Linked DNA regions of Pan troglodytes: regions 2 and 3 are each linked to region 1. A link is a contact called in public Hi-C and HiChIP or PLAC-seq data. All regions are on one chromosome and are shown on one strand. Each heading gives the region's core, a stretch centred on a gene start, on an enhancer-like site or on the middle of the called end of the contact. The rest is flanking DNA. Distances are from core to core; before and after follow the strand shown.

Evidence for each region. A called contact is a pair of places that touch in the nucleus more often than the background predicts. HiChIP or PLAC-seq counts read pairs in DNA pulled down with a chosen protein or histone mark.
Region 2: a contact with region 1 is called in an H3K4me3 HiChIP or PLAC-seq map of stem cell-derived excitatory neurons, with 4 times the contacts expected there. The contact joins the promoter of PPP4R1 here to the promoter of NAPG in region 1. A contact is called at or near these places in 1 of 7 Hi-C or Micro-C datasets (stem cell-derived neural progenitor cells) and 1 of 1 datasets of contacts at active chromatin or transcription factors (stem cell-derived excitatory neurons).
Region 3: a Hi-C map of induced pluripotent stem cells shows a contact between it and region 1, with 3 times the contacts expected there. The contact joins the enhancer-like site here to the promoter of NAPG in region 1. A contact is called at or near these places in 4 of 7 Hi-C or Micro-C datasets (blood, induced pluripotent stem cells and stem cell-derived neural progenitor cells), 1 of 1 datasets of contacts at active chromatin or transcription factors (stem cell-derived excitatory neurons) and 1 of 1 other capture datasets (stem cell-derived neural stem cells).

The regions. Positions count from the first base shown.
Region 1 is chr17:20,374,323-20,376,854 of NHGRI_mPanTro3-v2.0_pri, reverse strand. It overlaps NAPG (NSF attachment protein gamma), which reads left to right and starts at 1,266. Exons shown (of 12, transcript XM_523864.8): 1 at 1,266-1,480. The coding sequence starts at 1,425.
Region 2 is chr17:21,283,242-21,285,773 of NHGRI_mPanTro3-v2.0_pri, reverse strand. It overlaps PPP4R1 (protein phosphatase 4 regulatory subunit 1), which reads right to left and starts at 1,271. Exons shown (of 20, transcript XM_009433642.4): 1 at 1,071-1,271; 2 at 287-331. The coding sequence starts at 1,233. It overlaps LOC104003075 (a long non-coding RNA gene), which reads left to right and starts at 1,302. Exons shown (of 3, transcript XR_002940493.3): 1 at 1,302-1,387.
Region 3 is chr17:20,928,261-20,930,792 of NHGRI_mPanTro3-v2.0_pri, reverse strand. No RefSeq gene overlaps it. Among named protein-coding and RNA genes, the nearest start is that of VAPA, 55 kb to the left of the region's middle. Within about 2 kb of position 1,267, at least 2 of the 24 cell types and tissues checked have an H3K27ac peak or open chromatin away from gene starts, as enhancers often do. A contact at or near this core is called in induced pluripotent stem cells and stem cell-derived neural stem cells, where this site is marked.

The sequences.
Region 1 (2,532 bases), core at 17-2,516:
AAAGGCAAAATATTGATTGGCAAATAGATGCAGGAAGATCGATAGATTGTGTGGTGAGGCCAAAGGGAAGAACTCTTCGAATAGTTATTTTATATTCAACAATAAGTGAGAGTTGGCAGGCAAGCAGAGATTGTGTAGGAGTTTTGAGAAGGAAGGTGTGAACAGCCCTCCAAGTGAGTGGGTGAGTGATTTGACCATGGAAACATAGGAGAGTTGCTCAGCAGCACCAAAGGTCGGCTTAATGTTTATGATCATTAAAATGAGTAATGTTAGCATCCTCGTTTGTTTTTTTCCAGTCAAATTCACTTGCTCAAGAGCAGTTCCAGAGTAGGTGGAGAGCTGGGGTTTTTCCTGGCTTGGAGAAAGGAGGGAGAGGGAGCCAAGGCCGTTGAGAGTATACGCACTAAAATGATGGGATATGAATTTATGCTGGGAAAAGAGGGACGTGTAAGAGCAGAGGGATAGGGAAAGGTGAGGAATCTGGTGAAGGTTAAGTAATTACTAGCACTAGGAGGTATGAGCTGGAATGGAAAGGGGAAGTAAAGTGAGCTGTTTGAAACTGACACTACGGAGGGTACACAGTTATGAGTAAGGTCAAGGGTGTGATCCCAGGAATGTGTGGCTGCGCTGGTGTGGGAAAGATCACAGGAGGTTGGAAGCTGAGAGGCTGTATAGTCATTGCAGGAATCATCCATGTGGATATTGAAATCACCATGAATTATGAATGAAGCCAGCTGTATTACTGGTTACTATTTTTACCAGACCACTGTACGCGACTTTAGATCCCTCAACTTCCCATTTAGAGCACTTATCACGGCTTGAAATATTAAAGCGATTATTTGCGTTGGGCGCGGATTATTTGACAGTAATCAGGGTTTACAAGTCTGTTTCGTTTCTTGACTGACATACGATTAATACCCAAAAGGCAGAATGGATAGAAGAATACTATTCTATCTGTCATACAGAGAAACTTCAGATGTAATAAATTATAAAGCCAATTAACCCTACAAACAGGATCCACAGCAGTTTCACATCAATGAAAAAGCAAGACTTCAAGAGTGCGGCAGTTTTTGTCTGCTGATCTTCCCGCATCTAAAATAGTGCCTGACACATATTAGGTGCTTTGCAAATATTGAATGAAAGAATACGCCCCATCAGTATCTCACCGCGCCTGCGCTAGATGCCCTAGGTGGGGCCAGCCTTGACGCGCTGCGCCTGCGCGATGTCTCTTTGCGGGGCGCACCGGCAGGCTCCCAGCCCCGCTTCGTCGCAGCGGCTTGGGCCCTCCGGCCCTCCGTAGCCGCTCGACTGTCGCGCTGCACCAGCTTCCTCCTCGGCGTTCCCACGCCTATTTGGGCGGATTCTTGGCGCCGGAGGAAGAGGCAGGGTCACCCTCTCTCCACGTCAGGGACCTGACTGTGGAGATGGCGGCTCAGAAGATAAACGAGGGGCTGGAACACCTCGCCAAAGCAGAGAAATAGTGAGTGAGAACCTTCCGGGGGCCTGTGTGTGGACGCCGGGTCCGTCTCTCACTGGCGCGGCCTTAGCACCCGGGGGGGCGGGAGGGAGGGCTCAGGGCTGAGGGGGCTCGGCGCGCTGGTGCCCGCGGGGCTGCCGGGGCTCGGTGTCCTCTGGGTCACACTCCCGGGGTCGCGCTCCCGGGGTCGGGGTCAGCTCTGCTGCGCCTCGGGCAGCGCCGTGGGTCCACCCCGCCGGAAGTCCGCTCCCCAGAGCCGGTGTGGGCGGGGACCCGGCGCAGTGCTGCGGGGCGAGGGCTTCTCTACTTGGGCGCTCCGCTCCTGAAGATTGTGGTGGGGGCTGTCTGTGCATCGGAGGCTCGTTAGCAGCATCCTTGGCCTCTACCTGCTGGGTGCCGGTCGCATCTCTTCCCCATTTGTGGCAACCCAAAATGTCCTCTGGGGAACAACATCGCTCTGTTGAGAACCACCGCCCTAGAAGAGCCCCCTGTGTGGAGGGGACCATAGGTTTACCCCAAAAACTCCTCGGTGAACCTTTGTCATCTGGCATTTTACTGTCCCTGTGGGCAGGGACTGTGCTTCGTTCGTCCTTTGATGTGTATGTCCTGCCACCTCTGGTACAGTACGTAGTAGGCACCCAGCAAATGTTTGTGGGACTGAACTGATTCTTCTTAATTCATCCTTTTGGCAGCCTCTTCCCCCCGTTTCATTACTCCAGTGCATTTTTATCTGGCAGTTACAGTTAATAGAAAGTCAGCATTGTGGGCCGGGCGCGGTGGCTCACGTCTGCAATCCCAGCACTTTGGGAGGCCGAGGCGGGCGGATCACAAGGTCAGAAGATCCAGACCATCCTGGCTAACACGGTGAAAACCGTCTCTACTAAAAATACAAAAAATTAGCCGGGCGTGGTGGCGGGCGCCTGTAGTCCCAGCTACTCGGGAGCCTGAGGCAGGAGAATGGCCTGAACCCGGAAGGCAGAGCTTGCAGTGAGCCGAGATCGCGCCACTGCACTCCAGCCTGGGCGACAGAGCGAGACTCCGTCTCAAAAAAGAAA
Region 2 (2,532 bases), core at 22-2,521, 910 kb before region 1:
ACTGCTGAGCCCGCAGGCGATTCGGGGGCGCCGGGAGAAGAGAGCGAAGGGCGGAAAGCGAACTTGGGCGTTACTCCGGGCGTCTCCCTCCCCCAGCGGAACCTGGGCGCGCCGTTTCCTCACGGACGCGAGATTTTCCCTCCAGATCGCCACCCCAGCCCGCCTGGGGCCGCCCTCGCCCACCGTCCCCTCAGCCAGCCAGGGCCCGGCCCAGGCCTCGCCGCCGCCCGCCCTCCCCGGCCGCTCCCCGCGGAGTGCCAGGCCACCGCGAGGCCGGGCCACTCACATCCGTCTGCGTCCTCCTGCAGGTCCTCCTGAAGCAGCGAGAGGTCTGCGCCGAGGGGAGAGAAGAAAGGCCCGGTCAGCGCCCCGGGGCCCGGCGCGACGCCCCCCCCGCCCGCCCCCCCCGCCCCGGGGGCGCCTTCCCGCGCCGGGACCCCACGCCGGCCCCGGCCCGGCAGCCACTCAGGGCTGCGGCGGAGGGCGGGTGGGCTCGAGGAGCCGCCGCCGCCCGGAGAACAGGGGGCCACGTACCCGCCATCTTGTGGTCGCCCCCTCCTCCGCGGCCGCCCGGGGATCCGGGGCTACATGGAGCGGCGCGAGCCGGGGAGCCGGTGGACGCGCGCGGGAGGGGCGGCGGGGAGGAGGAGGGCCGGGCTGGCGGGGGCGCGCGCGCGGGGCGGGCCGAGGGCCCGGGCCTGCCGCGGGCGGCGCGGCTCCCGGCCGCCCGGGCCCCCGGCCGCGCCCCGCCCCGCCTGCCCCTCCGCGCGGCTCCCGGGCGACCGGCGCTCCCGCCTCCCGCCTTTCCCGCTCCTTGCCGGGCCCCGGCCCGGCGACGCGCGCTCACACCCTCCTCCCGAGCCGCCCTCACGCCGAGCGCTGCGGACGGGGGCGCGCAACCTGCCGCCGGCCGGGACCCTGCGGCGAGTGCCGGAACCCGGCCGGGCGGGGCCTCCCGCGGCCCGGCCGCTTTATTGGGTCACCGGCCTCGCCCACCGCCCTGCCAGCCGCAGCCATCTCAGCGGGCGCGCCGCTCGCAGCCAGCGCCCCATCCCCAGGCCTGCACGTACGTCGTCGGCGATCCGGGGCCGGGGGCGGCTCCGAGGTCGTCGGGGCCGGGGTCCCACCTCCTCTTGGAGGAAGCGCCGCCTTCCCACCCGCCCGGGGCCCTCGCCAAGTGGCTGCTAACAAAGCCCAGGGCCCGGCTGCGGGATGGTTGACTGACAAAGTCATGCCTGCCTAGCCAGCTTCCTCGTGCAGCACGGTGAAGGCTGGGGCGCCGGGTTTTTACTCCCACGTCCTGCCAACTCGAGCTGACAAGGCGGGCAATCCACCAGCGGGAGCGTTGGCAGGCCCGGGGTCAGATCCTGATTCAGCCAGTTAATTGGTAGGAGTGGGGCCCATTTGTAGAATGAAGGTGATAACTGCTTCGTGGGGTTATTGGCATTAAATGAAGAATGTAGGGAACCTAGCATGGTTCTTGATGTCTAGGAGGTGCTCGGTGAAGGGTGCCTATGATTCGCTTTGTCTTCTAAATACTTTTGGCAGCACTTGAGGTGTTAAAGTCTGTATCCCAGACTTTATTTGTCTTGTTGTTTTACGTGACTTAAGCGATTAGCTCAAACGCCCAAGTACAAAATGGGGCTAAACCCAGGTTTTCCGACACGGTTCTACCTCCATGGCTCTATCTCCAGCTCCACCCAAGGCCTCCAAAATGGTGGTCTCCTAAAGTGACCAACAAAACACCAAGCTGTGTCATGGTGCCACTTTGGCGATGTGGTCTCTTAGGAGAGGGAATTCTAAGTAGTTAATTAGCTTGTTCCTTTCTACGTTGTAGTCTTGACCAAGGACAATGTGTTGGCATTTAATGCCACTGAAGATTTAAGAGACTAAGGAATCAGATCCTCTGAGATTCCTAAATCTGTGTAATAAAATGGGTTCTACACATAGCTATTCCAAAAAAATCAGTCAGATATTACTAACAAGATAGACAGATTATAATCTGTATGAAATTTCTAGGAGTAATAAAAATCAGAATAGACCCCGTAACCCCGAGTATGTGTCTAATTTTCTCAACTATAAAATAATTAAAACTAAAGGCCTTTCTCTTCCTCCCTTGGTGAATGCCCTTATGTGAATTCAGCTGACACACTCAGAATGACAAAGGAGTTAGAAATTCACATCAACAGCAATTGGTCCCAACTGACTCAAACCATGAGACTTCTGCCCTGCTAAGATACCTTGTCAGTATCTACCACTTTAGCAATTCTGGGTAAATGGGGGAAGAAAGAGCCAAATCAGCTCTTTTTTTTTTTTTTTCATTAAAAAGCAAATTTTTTTTAGAGCCAGAGTCTTGCCTTACGTAGCCCAGGCTGGAGTGCAGTGGCACAATCATGACTCACTGTAACCTCGAACTCCTGGCCTCAAGAGATCCTCCCATCTCAGCCTCCCAAGTAACTGGAACTAAAGGCACAGGCCACTCCACCTGGCCAATTTATTTTTAAAATTTTTTAGGGACGTGGTTCTACTGTG
Region 3 (2,532 bases), core at 18-2,517, 550 kb before region 1:
ATCCAGGGCCATCTCTCCATCTAAAGAGCCTTCACTTAATCACAGCCAAAGTCCCTTCATGGAAGGTTACATATTCAGGGATTCTGGGGGTTAGGATGTGAACATGTTCCGGGGCATCATTTCCCCCACTCCCTCAGTCGGTGCTCTTCAGCCTGGGCCAGGTCTCTGGCAACTGGGAAAGTAGAAGGTCTGTATCCGAGCCAGTCAGTACATCCCAGTGCTTCAGAGACCACAGAGAGACCCAGTCAGAGCCAAGGAAACCTTAGCCTTTCAACGGATCTCCGTTTCCTTTGGTCTTATCGTCCCCTTCAGCCCCTTTCAGGTTAGTTCAGGCTCTTTTTCATATTCAGTTCAAAGTTTCTTATCGACACTGTGCTTGTCTGAAAGATTTGGATTTCACTGGTGCTTCTGGTCCTCTGGGTCTCCGCAGCGCCCGCATCCTGTTCCTGCTCCAGCGTCCCCTCACCCCCACCATCGCACTCCCCCTAGGGCAGGGCCAGTGCTCCCCAAATCAGGGGTACTTCCTGAGTCGGGGGTGGGAACTTGTGACCCTTCCCTATCACAGATCGGTGAGGGTGACTCTCGGCTCTCCCGGGCTCTCTTTCTTCGTAACCACAGAGCGCCGGCTTTCCATCTGTCCCCTCGCCCCTCTTCCCTGCTCCCAGCCCAGATATGTCCTCGAATTATAGACTTAACATCTCCAACGACTTTGGCCATCTGTCCGATACCTCGGACTTAATATGTCCAGAACTGAATCCAGTCTCCCTCACACCCAGGCTTGCTCCATGCAGGCCTCCCCCATCCGCATTCTTTCCTTCACTCAAACCTCGGAGTCATCCTTGCTTGGTGCATTCCCTTCCTTCCCATGCCACAGCACAGCCCGTCTTGTCAACGCTGCTGCTGGCTCTACTTTCAAAACACACCCAGAACCCAGCTGCTTCTTGCCACTTCCATGTTTTGTCCCCTCTATTTCCTTCATTTCCTCGACAGTCTCAGCAGATCTCCCAGACGCCCCCGTGTCCCCTCAGTCTGTCTTAGAGCAGGAACCAGAGCGGTCCTGTTAAACACAGGTCGGAGGGGTGTTTTCTGTGCTCAGACACTCCAAGCCTTCCCCCTTCACCGTGAGTAAGAGTGGGGAGCTGGCACTGGCCCGCAGGACTCCAGCGTCCCTGCCCTGACCCCGCTTCCCCCTCTAGCCCCATTCCTTCTCCCTCCACTCGCCCCACGTCGTTCTGCCATCACGCTGTTCTCTGGATATTCATGGAGCATTCGCACATTCCAGTCCCGGAGCCTATACCTGCTGTGGCCTCTGCCCCAGTGCTGTCCTCTGTGTGTCCGCGGGGCTCACTCCTCAGCTCTCCCAGCCTTCACTTAGGTCACCTTCTCCGTGAGGCCTTCCTGGGTCTCTCCAGCTGAACAGTGGTACCCGTCCCTTCACACTCTGGCCCCTCGCTCGGGCTCCCCTCACCCCCATGGAATGTGCCATACCTGTCTTCATTTCTCTTGTGGTCTGCTCCTCCACCAGAACGCAAACTCCCTAAGAGCAGCGGTTTCAGACGTTTTGTTCACTGCTGCCTCCCCAGTGCCTGTTAACAGCCTGGCATACAGTTAGGTGCTCAGTAAGTCTTTTTTGAAAGGAGAGAGAGCAAATGCACAATTGTGCATGCACACGGGGTAGCCATATAAAATGGGCCCTTACTACGGATTGTGGTTAAAAGAAAAATCTGAAAGCCCTGCCTCAACTGAAACCTACCTCGCCTGCTTCTCCTCATCTTCATTTCTGCGCAGAGCTCCAGACTTCCCATATGGGATCCACAAACCTCCTCGCTCTTCATCTTCTAGGGACAGCCTTTTGCCGCCAGGCTCCAACAGAAGCTGAGATGTCTCCTGGGGGCCCTGCTGTGGTCTGGAATGGAGAAGACCCTTCCACGCTGGGAGGAGGGGCTGGTTTCCTTCCTCGTTTTCACGCCTGTTCTGAGGTTTTCCTTCCTCCCTCTTGCAACAGCCCAGGCTTGTTTCCAGCTCGCGCCGCCCTCAGCCCACCTCGCTCCTTCCCTCTTCCAGCCTGCACCCTCCCCTGCCCGCCACACTCTCGGGGGTCATCGCTGGGCGGGTTGCTGTTTGTTGACCTCCCCCTTCCAGGGCACTTTCTTCACACACCTGTCATTCACTGTCCTGAGGGAGAGTTTTTGTCACCACTGGGCAGAAACATCTCTGAAATCTCGGCTGCAGATAACTGCTTTCCAATCACAGCGATCCTTTCATCCGAGTTGCAGAAATATCCTCTATGGCCATAACTTCTTACCTCAACTCTTCCACTCACGAAGTCACCACTTTCTTACTAAGAGTGGCCTTTTCTTGGTTCCCTGGCTGGCATTCGATGCCAGTGCTGCCAACTTCACTGCTTCCGCCGGCTCCACAGCTGCCTGGCACGCCCAGCCCCTCGGGGTTTGCTGGCTCGGGGCGTCCCCTTCATTGTAGTTCAGGGCCCCTTCAGTGCACATTTAGGGTGAGCCGGTGTGTTAAGCCACA